Regions from separate parts of the Danio rerio genome. Here regions 2 and 3 are each linked to region 1. Evidence: chromatin contacts called from public HiChIP or PLAC-seq and Micro-C data. All regions are on one chromosome and are shown on one strand. Each heading gives the region's core, a stretch centred on a gene start, on an enhancer-like site or on the middle of the called end of the contact. The rest is flanking DNA. Distances are from core to core; before and after follow the strand shown. Region 1 holds the start of si:ch211-69l10.2 (a long non-coding RNA gene). Region 2 holds the start of eef1a1l3 (eukaryotic translation elongation factor 1 alpha 1, like 3). Region 3 overlaps fam49bb (family with sequence similarity 49 member Bb).

Region 1 (2,527 bases), core at 13-2,512:
TATTGAAATGTTTGTAGAGTGTTTATTCAGAAAAAATAGCTAAGTAATGTATAATACTGCATTTTGTTTACAACGAAAAGATGCCTGTCCAAAATGTTATGTGGGATTGCTGCATGAAATACACAGACAATACTTAAAAGCATGATTAAAGAATATAAATACTTGCATCCCTGCATCAAGATGAACTTGACCCCCCTCTGATTTGGCATTCAGAAGTCAAAAATGAAAGCTATTGAAATGTATGTTGTGGACCGTTTTGCCTGCAGGAGAAGTCCCTTTCAGGTGATTTAACGAAGCTGAGTCATTAAGATCTCTCAATCATGTCTAGAAGCAAGGCTCAGAGCATCTGCTATGGATGTGGCAAAGCTCTGTTAATGCAGTCTGAGCTGCAAACCACTCAGAAATCAGTGCAGCAGCTATGGAGACATAATTAAACAGTGTGAGAATTATAGCCTTGATTTCTTTAAACACATTTTAAAACTATATGTTGTGGTTCAGCTTAAGCAAGCTTTTCAGATCTTCTATTTATTTAATATATAAATTAATAAGCAGTACAAGCGTTAAATGTTTATTACATGTACGCAAGCTATTTCAGTTCCTGATTGACAAATTTAGCCTTCTGCAAAAAGTAATATATTACAATCTGTTGTCACTTAAAAAATAAATAAAAACTAAATAAAATAAATAAAATATTTTATTTAACTAAAATAAATAAAACTTAACTAAATATTTTAATGACTTTTTAAGGCCTAATGTGAATATAAATGTGCTATGTTGTTTTATGGTAATATTTTTTTTCTTTTTTTTAAAGAGATAAGGTTGACCTAAAATTGTAATATATTACTTTTTTTCCCCAACACTGGCAAAATGTAAACACAAGAAATAACCACTGCTACTGTGCTTACTACTAAAGCTAACCACAACCATTATTTTAATGAAGTGGTCAGACGCCACCATCTATATTGTCCCATAATTCTCACCATGTGTGGACACATGGTGATTGAAATGATTATAGTGTTTTCATATCCATAAAAATATAAATATCATGTATCAATATGAGAAGCTAATCAATGAGCATGATTGTCGCAGCAAGGCTCCTGCTTTGTCCCTTCTTTAAACGCTCAGTGTTTGTCTCCTGCATGACGATACTTCCACACTGACTACACAAAGCTGTGATTTTTCCCCGACTCCGCTGTATTGGGTCTGCGTGACGTCATCGACTGTATGACTGTACGCAGCGCGTGCCGCGGAGCGCGTGCTCTGAGCACATGGAAGAGGGCTCGAGACGAAGTATCCAAAGAATAACTCCACACCTGAAAGGGAATATCTGCAGAAACCGAATCAATTCTGGAACAAAAGAGGGTAGGTGCTGTATTCTTTTCCAATACTGTGCGTTATAATTTTGTTTTAGAGCCTCACGTGTTCATGCTGCACAAACTGATGCTTTGACAATAGACATATGTGCTTGTTATTATATGTATTCAGACGTTAGCCGTTTCATAATGTTTATTCACATTATTTCCAGTTTTCATAATGTTTTATGTATCTATTATTACTGCCTATCTAAGATTTGATTGTGTCATTGTAACACTTATAGACTATTATCTTTTATGTTCTTTGTTTTATGCTGTTATGTGTACCAAACCAATATAAGAGAATGTATGAACACCTCAGATCACACATATACTTAATAATGTTTAATATATGACAAAAAAAGCAAAATCAAACGGTTCTTAAGTAAGCATTTGCAATGTGTTTGCTTTGATTGAGCTCCTTTTGTCTATCAGATAAGTATTGCAGCCACATTGCACCACAACATCTTCACTGTTTTAAATAAAATTGTATATATATATATATATATATATATATATATATATATATATATATATATATATATATATATATAAATGATTGCTCCTGCATTAAAATATTGTTTTTGTGTCTCAGTAAGCTGCAACATATAACGGCTATTAAGTATATTAGGTGTTCTAATAAATGTTTAAAAGTATTCTGCATTAATACGTTCATATTCCATATTAATTAAGCATGATTCCTCACCAACAAGGTTATAATCGACCATACAGCATGCATTTATTGTTTCCATGCACGGAATATCCATTGCGTTCTCTTGTTTTTGATTTGATTTTAAACATGTGTGCTTTAAATGTTCATATGGACTTAAAAATACAATCATTTTTTATTTTCTGTATATTGTCAGCTGACATATGTATGCAGAAACCTTGCAAAAGTGTACAGGTGTGGTGCACAGATTTTGATGTACAGCTTCACGTTTTAGTCTGTAACAGTAAACGCCTAGTATGAAAACAGCAAGCAAGAGAAACACAATTAATTACTTTATGCTCTTAAAAATACATCACAGCAAATGTTAGCAGTGACTTGTAAGCAGAAAAGAAACTGGTTTCTCTGGCTCATCCTTCTCTAGGGTCACATGATTCCCTTTGGCAATGGCAGAATACGTCTGACTGAGGGAGGTAGACCACACACTAATACACAGTCGAGGTCTGTC
Region 2 (2,527 bases), core at 9-2,508, 480 kb after region 1:
CGTTGTTACACAATATGAAAACTAAAGCACACTACTATTAATGCGTATTAATAGACTCATGTACATTAGGCAAGCGATGATTTTAAGAAATATCTAAAAGTACTGTTATATCCATCGCGCCCCCTGCTGGCTAATGTATGCGTTTGCGCAGCGACACACCTGATGGATAAGCTCATTCATGTTATGTAAACCTGAGCACATGCAACAAGTAGCCTATTTTATATATATATATATATATATATATATATATATATATATATATATATATATATATATATATATATATATATATATATATATATATATAAAATCAAAAACATTTCTATTCTAATAAAAATAATCTAAATAACTAAAGCCACAGTCAAGTATGGTACAAATGTCACCAGAAAATGGATATGTATGAAATATAATTTGCTGATGACAACAGCAACTATAACGATGATGATGATTATAATAATAATTATTATTATTATTATTATTATTATTATTATTATACACTGGAAAACTCCCAAAATTCCAGAGTTAAATGAATGGGCCAATATTATGACTAAAATAAAATTCGTATGAACATTTACTTTGCAAATCACAAAATAAGGACAAAGCAGGTGTCCCTGTATATATCTTAATGATGGGAAGACTTTTGGTCTTATGTGACAGTGTCTTGTAACACAATTTAAAACTACTTACCAGGTTCTTTTAATAATACTGTACTTTTGTCTATATAACCACTGTATACATTCTGGCTTTTCATTTAGTAGGTCACCAGTGATCATCTGTAACATTTGTATTATTTTGCCATGAACCAGAACAATAAAAAAATAATCATAATACAAATTATAATAATAAATTATAACATTAAACAGACAACAGTCATGTAAAGCAGCTAGTTGTTGGAATTCCCGGTCTGCCTTTAAAATATCAATGATTATAAGTTTAGAATCTGGATAGATCTCAGCTTTTAAATGCAACCATAGCTTCCGCTCATTTGCATTATTTATCACTAGCTATTGTTAGAAAACAATTGGTAGGCTATCTGGTTCCACTGACGTCGAGAGAAAAAAAAAATAACACACATAAAGGATTAGGCTACGGTTTTCAGTAGAAGTTATTATGGATGACTGATATTTGTTTGTTGTACTTATAAGCCTATACGATTACGTATTTTAGTTAATAGCTTAATAGATTAAGGTGTTATTGATCACACCAGAACTTAATTAGCAGTTTCCATACTTAAGCGTTCAATTTGCTTGATACCGGTCTGAAGTCACAAGAAGAACAAAGAGTGTATCTGAAATTTGGTAGTTTGGAGGGTGTAAAACGTGTAATTTACCAAATGGCAAAAGAAAGGATTCATATCAACTTGGTTATCATTGGCCATGTAGATGGTGGCAAATCCACAACCACTGGTCATTTGGTTTATAAATGTGGAGGAATTGACCATCGAACAATTGAGAAGTATGAGAAGGCTGCAACCCAAGTAAGTATTCACCTTTAATTCCTTTTAGTTATTTCTTAAACTGCTTTGGCTATTTATGCTTTTTTTTTCTTTCCCTCTCTTTAAGATGGGAAAGAGTTCCTTCAAGTATGCCTGGGTTCTGGACAAACTGAAAGCGGAGAGGGAACGTGGGATCACGATTGACATTTCCCTGCTGAAATTCAACACTCAGAAGTACACCTTTACCATAATCGATGCACCTGGTCATCGTGATTTCATTAAAAACATGATCACTGGAACCTCACAGGTATTTATTTCAGGTGTTGACCTAGATTTTAATTTATATTTAAATAATAAAATCTCTCGGGGGTAAACATTTAAAACAATTCTTAGACCCATTTCTTTCTTTTTCCTCTGAGACATCAAACCATGTGATTTTGGTAGACTGAATTTGGGTGTGTATGACCAGAACTTGTTGAGAGAAAAGGAAACTGAGCAATGTGGGGGGGCTCCAGGTTTTTAACTACTCTGTGCCACCTAATTGTAGTTGACCTAAACCCGTTTTGTTTGTTGATTTTTCTTAGGCTGATGCTGCTCTGCTGATCGTCTCTGCAGCAAAGGGTGAATTTGAGGCTGGAATTTCTCGGAACGGTCAGACAAGAGAACATGCTCTACTGGCGTACACTCTTGGGGTCAAACAGCTTGTAGTTTGTGTGAACAAAATGGACCTGACAGAGCCACCATTCAGCCAGAAACGTTATGATGAAGTGGTTAGGAATGTTTCCGTGTTCGTCAAGAAGATCGGCTTTGAGATAGGTGCTGTACCTTTCATACCCATTTCTGGTTGGAGTGGTGAGAACATGATTGTCCCATCCCAAAAGGTATGTAGAATTTTCAACCTTTCTATACAAAAATGCTTTCAGTTGCCTTGTTCTGTTTCTGGAGAGCTACTGAGTTTAAGAGTTCTTGAAGGCTTTAACTAGCTGGACCTTGTGCGTTTAAGACTGGGGTGCCCAAACTCTGTCCTAGAGGGCATGTGTCCTGGATATTTTCGTTCCAACCCCAATTAAGTGCACCTGAACCAGCCAATCA
Region 3 (2,527 bases), core at 15-2,514, 420 kb after region 1:
TTTTACTGCACAGCCCTAATGATTAACTATGATTATTTTAGTCAATGTGGTAAACAAACTTACAATACAATCAATAGCATATTTAGCATACTTATTTATCCGCGATATGTCCAAAAAAAAAAAAAACTTATATGAGTGAGTTACACACTGAGGAAGGTGTTAATTTGTGAATTTGTTTTCTGAAAAATGTCAAATAAAAAAAATGTTAAAGTGAAAATATATATGAGTGTTTATATACTTCTTGAAACAATTCTCAATTCCACAGAAGAGTAGAATATCTGATAATAATGATGATCAAAAGTTTCCAAAATAATTAAAAATAACCTTTTTAAAATTAACCTAATTAAAATTAACCTTTTTTAACCTTTAACAAAGTGCACATTATCTTTAGTGCTTTTAAAACATGTTTAAATCCAATACATTTAATTAAATCAACCACATCCTATTTTGCAAAAGTCACACACATACTGTACGTTACAAGATTTGACTGATTTCCTTGTGAAATTGGGTTTTTAAGGAGAAATTAAAGTTAAGAGGATGTGGTGCTGTCAAAGTTTTTTGATAAATTGCGCAGCTCTAATAGTAACAAGGATAAACACCAATCACATTAGTCTCTAAAACTCACATAATTTTGCACTGGGTTTACTGTATTTTCAAACTCCTCCACAAAATGTACTCAAGATAAATGTGACCTGAATCCAAGCGATGCCAATGATGCGCCCCTGCCATGTCTACCAAACCCAAATCCCACCCAGCACTCCTTCTAACCATTAGGGGGGTCATTCCAAGGGCAGCAATTGCCAAAATCCAATAGTGTCCCACATTTTTACAGAGAGAAATCACATTCCTCATGAAAACAAATAAACAGATGCAAAAAACAATGTGAGATCAAATAAACAATGTCAATAACTTGTGGTAATGTTCTCACAAGCATGCTTGAAGTGTATGTATGAAAAGATCCCTTTATAAAAAGAAAATGATGAGAAGCCAAGAAGATTAAACACATCCTGACAAAAACAACAGGGTATGTGGGCCACACAGACAGAAGTGAAGATTGTATTAGAAACACTGCATTTGCCTCTCAGCTTTATTCACAGCGGTCCCAAAGGGTGAAGGCGAGCTCCCTGTACAAGCCTTTTCCAACGGAAAGAGGCTCTGACCTGGTTGTTTTCTTTTGGAAGCCTCCTACTGGGAGATTGCGTGCTGGAGGAGAGGAGCTACGATGGGATCTGGAGAAGGAGGGGGCAAAGAGGGGGCTCTTCTAAGCCCGCTGGGCACTTACGATTCACTACTGCATTCTGATTGGCTGAACGCAAGTTCTCCTGCGCTCCACTGTATCCATGGAGTTGAAAAAAGCTGGTGCTACCAAAAACACACCGACAGCCAATCAGAAAGCGAGTGGCAAGGCGGAGGGGAGGATGAGGGCACTGGAGTAGTAGTCCGACTTAAGAGCTTGCATATGAATATATGAATAGGGATGAGGTAATGCGCCATAAATGCACAACTAGCGCAATAGAAACACGCTGATTAATCAGAATTTTTTACTAACAACTGACATTCTGCATACAGAATCACATATCTCAAATTAACACACACACATTTCTCAAAATGTGTTTAGTTCTTGACAGAATACACAACCTCCACTTGTTCCAAAGCTGTTTGAGTTTCAGTAAAGGGTGAATACGTTTTATTTTGATTAATTTAATTTGTGCAAGGAAAGATGTAAACTGCATGTGTGCAATGTTGGATTGTGTACCATTTATAATACATACAGTATGTACTGTACACAGACTGAATGTAAGGCATGCTGTAATTCTGAAGGAGCACTGCAGCATGGGAGTCCACGTGCTTCGCAATACTACGCTATCGTTTTGGCGCCATAAGAAAAAAAAAACAACAATCTCTCCCCTCCCTCAATCCCTCCGTCACGTGGGCACAGCCATGGAGTGGCTAACCGGCTGCCTAAGGCATCGAGGGGGAGGGGAGCGAGTGAATTAGTGTGTGTTTTTTTTTTTTGCGTTTGTGCTTATTTGAGTAAGTGGATGCAATAATCCAGTTATGTATGTGGTGAAGTATGCGCAGAATTGAACCTAATGGGAGAATATTGCCAGAAGAGTGACACTTAACATCACAACGCTGTCTAAAATCTAATTTACAGAGACTTAGCTAGGAATTCATGCAATTTAAGCTTTAAAATACACATTTATTGCTTATCGTTTTCCAAATGCCAAGAGTGTGCCTGTGATATTTGCTAATGTAGGCTCAAATATGAGCAATTTGTGCACGCATGTGATGCCGCATGCAATGTCGCTCTACCGCAGCATCACTTACATCCTTGTCTGCACTTTTAACTTGACCTAAATTTCCTAGGGCGTGCCGCCACATCGCATTAGCCAAAATAGTTGTGTTCTGATTGTACCGTGACCCCTTGATGATGGGGTGCGGATAGCATTCATTCACCCCAAAACCTTGTATGAACTCCCTGACCCCACCCAGCTGAGCAGAAGCGTTAAATAATCAGGAATAA

The links. Hi-C and Micro-C count contacts between places; a contact is called where the count stands out from the background. HiChIP or PLAC-seq counts read pairs in DNA pulled down with a chosen protein or histone mark.
Region 2: a Micro-C map of caudal fin shows a contact between it and region 1, with 3 times the contacts expected there. The contact joins the promoter of eef1a1l3 here to the promoter of si:ch211-69l10.2 in region 1. A contact is called at or near these places in 1 of 18 Hi-C or Micro-C datasets (caudal fin) and 1 of 4 datasets of contacts at active chromatin or transcription factors (embryo).
Region 3: a contact with region 1 is called in an H3K4me3 HiChIP or PLAC-seq map of embryo, with 10 times the contacts expected there. The contact joins the enhancer-like site here to the promoter of si:ch211-69l10.2 in region 1. A contact is called at or near these places in 7 of 18 Hi-C or Micro-C datasets (caudal fin, embryo, hematopoietic stem cells and 1 more) and 2 of 4 datasets of contacts at active chromatin or transcription factors (caudal fin and embryo).

The regions. Positions count from the first base shown.
Region 1 is chr24:10,772,487-10,775,013 of GRCz12tu, forward strand. It overlaps si:ch211-69l10.2 (a long non-coding RNA gene), which reads left to right and starts at 1,263. Exons shown (of 3, transcript XR_223045.6): 1 at 1,263-1,362.
Region 2 is chr24:11,255,011-11,257,537 of GRCz12tu, forward strand. eef1a1l3 (eukaryotic translation elongation factor 1 alpha 1, like 3) reads left to right here and starts at 1,259. Exons shown (of 7, transcript NM_001163994.1): 1 at 1,259-1,477; 2 at 1,563-1,742; 3 at 2,020-2,316. The coding sequence starts at 1,334.
Region 3 is chr24:11,195,952-11,198,478 of GRCz12tu, forward strand. The region is part of intron 2 of fam49bb (family with sequence similarity 49 member Bb); the gene reads right to left. Among named protein-coding and RNA genes, the nearest start is that of fam49bb, 58 kb to the right of the region's middle. Within about 2 kb of position 1,265, at least 23 of the 62 cell types and tissues checked have an H3K27ac peak or open chromatin away from gene starts, as enhancers often do.